2 separate regions of the Ovis canadensis genome follow, and region 1 is linked to region 2. Evidence: chromatin contacts called from public Hi-C data. All regions are on one chromosome and are shown on one strand. The core of a region is the stretch at or near the end of the contact, and the rest is flanking DNA. Distances in the headings are between cores, read along the strand shown.

Evidence for each region. Hi-C and Micro-C count contacts between places; a contact is called where the count stands out from the background.
Region 1: a Hi-C map of fibroblasts shows a contact between it and region 2, with 4 times the contacts expected there. The contact joins the enhancer-like site here to the promoter of NHEJ1 in region 2. A contact is called at or near these places in 2 of 2 Hi-C or Micro-C datasets (fibroblasts and lung).

The regions. Positions count from the first base shown.
Region 1 is chr2:226,621,529-226,624,525 of ARS-UI_OviCan_v2, reverse strand. DNAJB2 (DnaJ heat shock protein family (Hsp40) member B2) reads right to left here. Exons shown (of 9, transcript XM_069574607.1): 8 at 2,723-2,929; 9 at 688-1,620. The coding sequence ends at 1,610. Among named protein-coding and RNA genes, the nearest start is that of DNAJB2, 6.8 kb to the right of the region's middle. Within about 2 kb of position 1,360, the one cell type or tissue checked has open chromatin away from gene starts, as enhancers often do. A contact at or near this core is called in fibroblasts, where this site is marked.
Region 2 is chr2:226,502,137-226,505,379 of ARS-UI_OviCan_v2, reverse strand. NHEJ1 (non-homologous end joining factor 1) reads left to right here and starts at 1,797. Exons shown (of 8, transcript XM_069578373.1): 1 at 1,797-1,923. SLC23A3 (solute carrier family 23 member 3) reads left to right here. Exons shown (of 12, transcript XM_069578367.1): 11 at 1-50; 12 at 145-930. The coding sequence ends at 431.

The DNA of each region.
Region 1 (2,997 bases), core at 111-2,610, 120 kb before region 2:
TTGAGGAAAATACAATATAGGTCCTTTGGCTATTGAGGATGAAGCCCAGTGCTTACCCCCGAATGGAAGAGAGAGTTGGAGGCGAACCACACTGCCCTGCAAGATGATGGAAAAGTGCTTGTCCCGTGGCTGGGAGGGCCTCTCTGCAGGTGTCTGAAGAGACAGGATGGGGGAGGTACCTAGTTTTCACCTCCCTTGTCCCTGGACCCTGCTTGGGGCAGACTTATGCTACTCCATGTGAGAGAGGCAGGCTTCTGACCCTGGGTGCTAGCCTTAAGCTAAGAGGACCTGTGGAGGTGATGCTCAGTCTCTGGGCCTCAGGAGGAGGTTTTTAGAGGTGTTTCACCAAGTTTCTGGCTTTCTGTTGGCCTCAGGTTTCAGTCCAGTCAGATCTGGTCCTAGCTGCGCTTGCAGACCCTGCAGTAGTTGGGTGGTGGGGTCCTGCATTTGGAGAATAGCTGCCTGTGAAAGCCCAGTGCAGGGGGCCCCCAGAGGTGAGGCATGTGAGCACAGCCTGGGATTCCACACCATATTAGGGGAGGGCCGCCTGGTCAAAGAGGGGACTTCTGCTGTCAGCTGGGAAGGCTTGCGACCTCTGGATGTCTGAGAAATAAAGGGAGGTGTGTCACCCGCTGGCCCCACAGGGTTGGCTGGCGGGAAGGAAGCACACAGGACACAGCACACCACTAAGCTCTCGAAACTCAGCTTTATTGACTTCCAGTGTTTCCCTCTTGGTCTGAGCTCAGCCCAGCTGGCTTTGATAGGTCACTGAGACTCAATGGCACAGGGGCTGGCAACACCCCAGCTCCACCACTTCCCTCCCCGGCCACCGGGCTCCCCAGGGAGGGAGGAGGAGAGGCAGTTTCTGTGGTGTTGGAGAGAAAGAATGGGCAGCAGGGTCAGAGGCCAAAGGAGCCATACAAGCAGCGGCATGCCCGGAGCACCCATCACATGCTGATTCCAGCCACACACACACACACTCACACACCCCAGAGCGCTAGGGTGGCCTCCCACCTTCCAAGCTCTCACCAGCCCATGCCCATCAGCCCTCTTGAGACCACGCCCTGCTCAGCCAATCCGCCCTGGCTCATTCTCAGACCCCAGGACTGCCCACAGGAAAATAACCTCTCCCAGATGCCTCGGGGCCTTGATTTGTACACTCTAACCCCAGCGCTAGCAAGAGGTATCAGGGGAAACGAAGCTCACATTCCCCCTTCATCCACATTCTTGCCACCCCTGCCAGGGACAAATCAAATGACAAGATGTCCCCATCTCACGACGAGTTAACAGGCCGACCAGAGCTGGAACTACATATCCCAAGATGCACAGCTCCGTTAACTGCGCACCACTTCCTCCAAGCATCATCTAACAGAAAGGAGGCGAGGTGCGTTGCATTCTGGGACTTGTAGTCCCCAGGAAACAGCACCAAACACCCTGGGAAGCATTTACAGGCTAAGCCTACCTCCCACCCGGCACCCGCCCACCACCCAGGCCCAGCTCTATGCTCAGCACGGGTGAGCGAGAGGGATGGAGGGTCCCCTCCCAGTGCACAGGGTTGGGCGCTGTCCTGTTGGAACTGTGCAGCAACTCTGGGTCCCGGACATCCAGCTCAGAACACATCTGGGGAGAGAGCGGGGGTGGGGTGACAGGAGAGAGGATCAGCCGCAAGCCGTGGAGGGCAGAGCTAAGCATGCAGCCCTGGGCTAGCCCTGTGGCCTCTCCCTGAGCCCTGATGCATGGTGCGGGAGGATGGGATGCGGTCCCTCCTAGACCTCCCTCCTGGGGCACCCTGGCCCTATCCCCCCTCTCCAGGGTTAGCCGGCCTCACCTCTGGCTAGTCCGGAGGCTGGGGGCAGGCTGAGGCAGCAAGAGGAAGGGAGGAGGAGTAGGCTCCGGTTCTGAATCTGGACGGGCCGAGAGGCTCCCGCCCCACCAAGCTAGCCTCCCCGGAAGACCTTATGGCCCTACGGGCCACAGCATCTTCCTCGCCACAAAGAGGCTTTCTGGGGAAAAGGAAGAAGGGAGTCCCAGCCAGGCAGGAGGCAGTGAAAGCAAGCGATGTAGCCCGCGGGGAATTGCAGAGAGAAGAGTGCGAGGGAGGAGAAGCAGCACCAGGAGGGAAGCAACAGAGACGTCAGAGCTCAACACTGCGCACGGAAACCGGGGTGGGGGTGTCTGCAGCCGACCAGGAGAGCTGTGGCTGCCCACTCTGGCTCAGAGAACCTCAGGCCAAGTCCTCCTTCCTTGACATCATTCAGCAACACAGGTGGCAGAAGGCCTGGGCATGAAAGGCCCAACCCAAGCCACTAATGCCCCTTAGAAACTCCCCGTCTAATAAGAATTAAGTTCATCCTGGCTCCTCAGGCCCTCCCGCTTCCCTGAGGTCCCCCCACGCTGGACTTCACCAGGGACCTATCAGCCGTGGGCTGAGCACAGCAAATCCACGCTGGAGGGAGGGGTGGACCTGGGGAGGGAGCACCGAGGTGGAGAGGGGCTCCTGCAACTCAGGCCATGCCCTTCTCTGACCAGGACTCCCAGTCCCCCCGAATCGGGTGGGCTGGGCCTGGTGATCAGAGGATGAGGCAGCGAGTGGCCTTCTCCTCCGGAGAGGGGCTGGGCTTGGCTGTGTCACCCCTCGCACCCTCATGGGGCTCCCGCACGCCTGGATCGTGGTTCTGGGCCTTGGGCTGCCCCTGCCGTCGTCGCTGTGCCCCCCGCCCACCTGCCGGTTTCTTCCCAGATGCCTCCATCTCTGACAGGCTGTAGGCCATGGCAAGCTGCAGGTCCTCATCCTCCTCAGAGAGGCTGCCATCGAGGGGTCGTGACACAGGGGTCTGCCGGACCTGCGTGGCCCCTGACCTGGAGGTGACAGACTGCTGCTGCTCACGACGGCTCAGTTCCAAGCCCAGGGCCAGGTCGTCTGGGATACCTGCAGGAGTCACGGCCACCATGAGGCCCTTTGATCCAGGCCTCGGGAAGCCTGCCAGGCGGCCTCAT
Region 2 (3,243 bases), core at 548-3,047:
CATCTTCCTGGCGGGACTCTTGGGCTTCCTCCTAGAGAACACCATTTCTGGTAAGTTGAGGCCAGGCCCTAGCAGACTGGGGAGTGGCCAGAAAGTCATCACTCCCTGGGTTGGGCAATGTCCTGACCACTCTGTCTTTTGCAGGCACACGGCTTGAGCGAGGCCTAGGGCAAGGGCTGCCACCTCCTTTTACTGCCCGAAAGGCTCGGATGCCTCAGAAGTCCAGGGAGAAGGCAGATAAAGAGTACGAGCTTCCTTTCTCCATCCAAAACCTGTGTCCCTGCATTCCCCAACCCCTCCGTTGCCTCTGCCCGCTGCCCCAAGACTCTGGGAATGAGGAAAGAGGGCCCGCTGAGCCCGGAGAGACAGCTGACTTGCTGCCTGACTTTGGGGACCAGTGCCCTCAGCCTAGCAGAGGACAGTCCCAGTAATTACCAGGACTCCTACTCTAGTTAGTTTAGTCCTAACTCCCAGCTTGCTGAAGAACCAGATCACAGGCTCCACTTTTTCCCGGGGAGAGGATGTGTGTGTGTATCTCACATGGGCCCCCCAAAAATCTCACTTCCCAATAGGTGTGTTTGCCTTTTCCTTTCTTAGTTAGGCCTGTTCCAGAGCAGGGGCTGTGAATGAATGAGTGATATTTTGCCTGTGAATGATCTATACTCGAACCCTAGCATTCACTTAACTGATATTTATTATCTCCTATGTGTAAGGTCCTGGAAATATAGATATGGATAAGACAGGGTCCCTCCCCTCTCAAATACTTATGATTTAAAAAGACATGTAATTACTGGACTTCCCTGGAAGTCCAAGCTTCCAGTGCAAAGGGTGTGGATTCCATCCCTGGTTGGGGAACTACTAAGATCCAGTAAGCTTTGTGGTACATCAAAAAAACAACAACAATAAAAAACATGTAATTACTAACTAAAATCCAAAGTGGAAGTCAGCCTTCAATAAAGATTAAAAGAATGCTATGGGAGCAAAGAGTAAGAAACAATGAATTCTGATTGGGGATAGTGGGAAAGACTTTACATAGAAGCAGCACTGGGGCTGGCCTTAACAAGAGGACTTTGGGTTGTGGAACATGGATGAGAATTTTTCAGACTTGGGTGTCCAGATGGAGCAAAACTGTAAGTTACACAAGGTACAAGATGAGTTGGATTGGTGATGGAGCATCCGTATGGTGGTGGATGGAGGGAGAAAGCAGGCAGGAAGGTACAAGACAAGGTCAGACCAGGGGAGGTATGCCTGGGAGACTCATCTCTTAAACAACCAGAGTGCTGGTGGGACCCAAGAGAGAATATCTAGTGACGTTCAATCCCCTCATTTTATTTAAAAATAAAACAACAAAAAAGACACGTAGGGTAGGGAAATTTGACTTTCGGTTTTTCAACAAATTCAAATTCGTGGTCCTTCTTCCTGCATTTCGTCTGGCATTCTTTCTACTCTGCCAGGGCAACTCTGCTGTGCTGATCTTAGTTGCTTAGTCGTGTCCGATTCTTTGCGACTCTATGGATTGTATCCAGCCAGGCTCCTCTGTCCATGGGGATTCTCCAGGCAAGGATACAGGAGTCGGTTGCCATGCCCTCCTTCAGGGGATGCATCTTCCCAACCCTGGTATCCCGCATTGCAGGCGAATTCTTTACTATCTGAGCCTCCAGGGACGCAGGGCAACTCTAAAGTGCGCCTTTTTCCTTCTACCCACCTACCAGGGCCCCGGTAGCCCTCCGGCTCCGAGCACTCCAGTTATCAGCTCCCGGGGCCCAGATGCCCCGCCCACATCAGGCCTGGGCTCCGCCCCAGTGTCCCAAGACCCCACCTCCCTGTAGTGGGGGTGGGAAATGCTTCTACTCTAGGCCTTTTCGTTGGCGCGGGCGGGCCAGCCTGCCGCGGGGAGGGTGAGAGCTCTCTCGGCCGCTCACGGTAGGTGGGGTCGAGCTCTAATCCGGGCCAGGGCCAGGGCTAGGCAGCGAAAGACATCTCGGGCCCTGCGGGCTGGTCCTGGCAATAGCGCCTCCTTCCCCCAAGTGTCCTGCCAGGAGGGACCCGCGCGCGGCCAAGGTTCTGGGCCAGGCCTCCGGGGATGGGCGGGGTGGTGGTGCAGGGGCCGCGCGTGCGCAGCTCGCCTCCCGGCCGCGGGGCGGGGTTTGTGGAGGTACTCCCAGCCGGCAACTTGCTGCGATGAAGCAGCCGGTTTTTGGCCTTGTTGCCGCTTGGGGAGTCCGGAGCCGCGCCTTAAGCAGCCGGCTCTGTAAAAATAGAAACACGGACTGGAAGGCCTTTCTCGCGAGGGCGAATGGAAACTGGCTGCCACCAGGCGGGGCTCCTGGGGTGGGGCTGTGGTAAAGGGAGGGAGGGTCCGCCCTCTCCCAGAGGGATGAGGCGGGGCAGAGTCTAGCCCGGACAGTCTTTGGCGTTCTGCTGTCCTCTGCAGGATGGCGGAGGAACTGCGCCTAGAGGGCTCATCCCGACTCGCTTTAGGCAACCCCACTCCGCTGTTGGCACTCCGCTGTTGGCCCTCCACACTTCCCCTCCCTTCATTCAGTAATTGTAACAGGTGTACATTTGACTTCCCTCAAAGCTCAGTGACACGACTGAGCGACTTCACTTTCACTTTTGAGAAGGAAATGGCAACCCACTCCAGTGTTCTTGCCTGGAGAATCCCAGGGACGGGGGAGCCTGGTGGGCTGCAGTCTATGGGGTCGCACAGAGTCGGGCAGGACTGAAGCGACTTAGCAGCAGCAGCATAGCTCAGTAGGTAAAGAATCTACCTGCAATGCTGGAGACCCGGGTTCGACTCCTGGGTCGGGAGGATCCCCTGGAGAAGGAAATAGCAACCCACTCCAGTATTCTTGCCTGGAGAATCCCGTGGACAGAGGAGCCTGGCAGGCTACAGACCCTGGGGTCGCAAGAGTCGGACACGACTTAGCAACTAAACCACCACCACCACACTTGAAGCTAATATAATATTGTAAATCAGCTATACTTCAATAAAAAATTATTAGAAGAAAAGAAAAGAAAAATAAACGGGTGAATCTGGTTAATGTGAAGTCATCCTGGAAGGAAATAAGAAAAAGCTGAGATATAGATCTCAGAACTGGACGTGTGTGGTGAGAGCAGCTTACTCTAGGTGTGGTGCTGAATTTCTCAAACCTTTTTGGGGGGCTTGTTGACCCCCCCAGCTGCATTTTAAACTCCTCCCCCCTCCACAAAACACCATACAGTGTGAGGGTCTTGAGCATC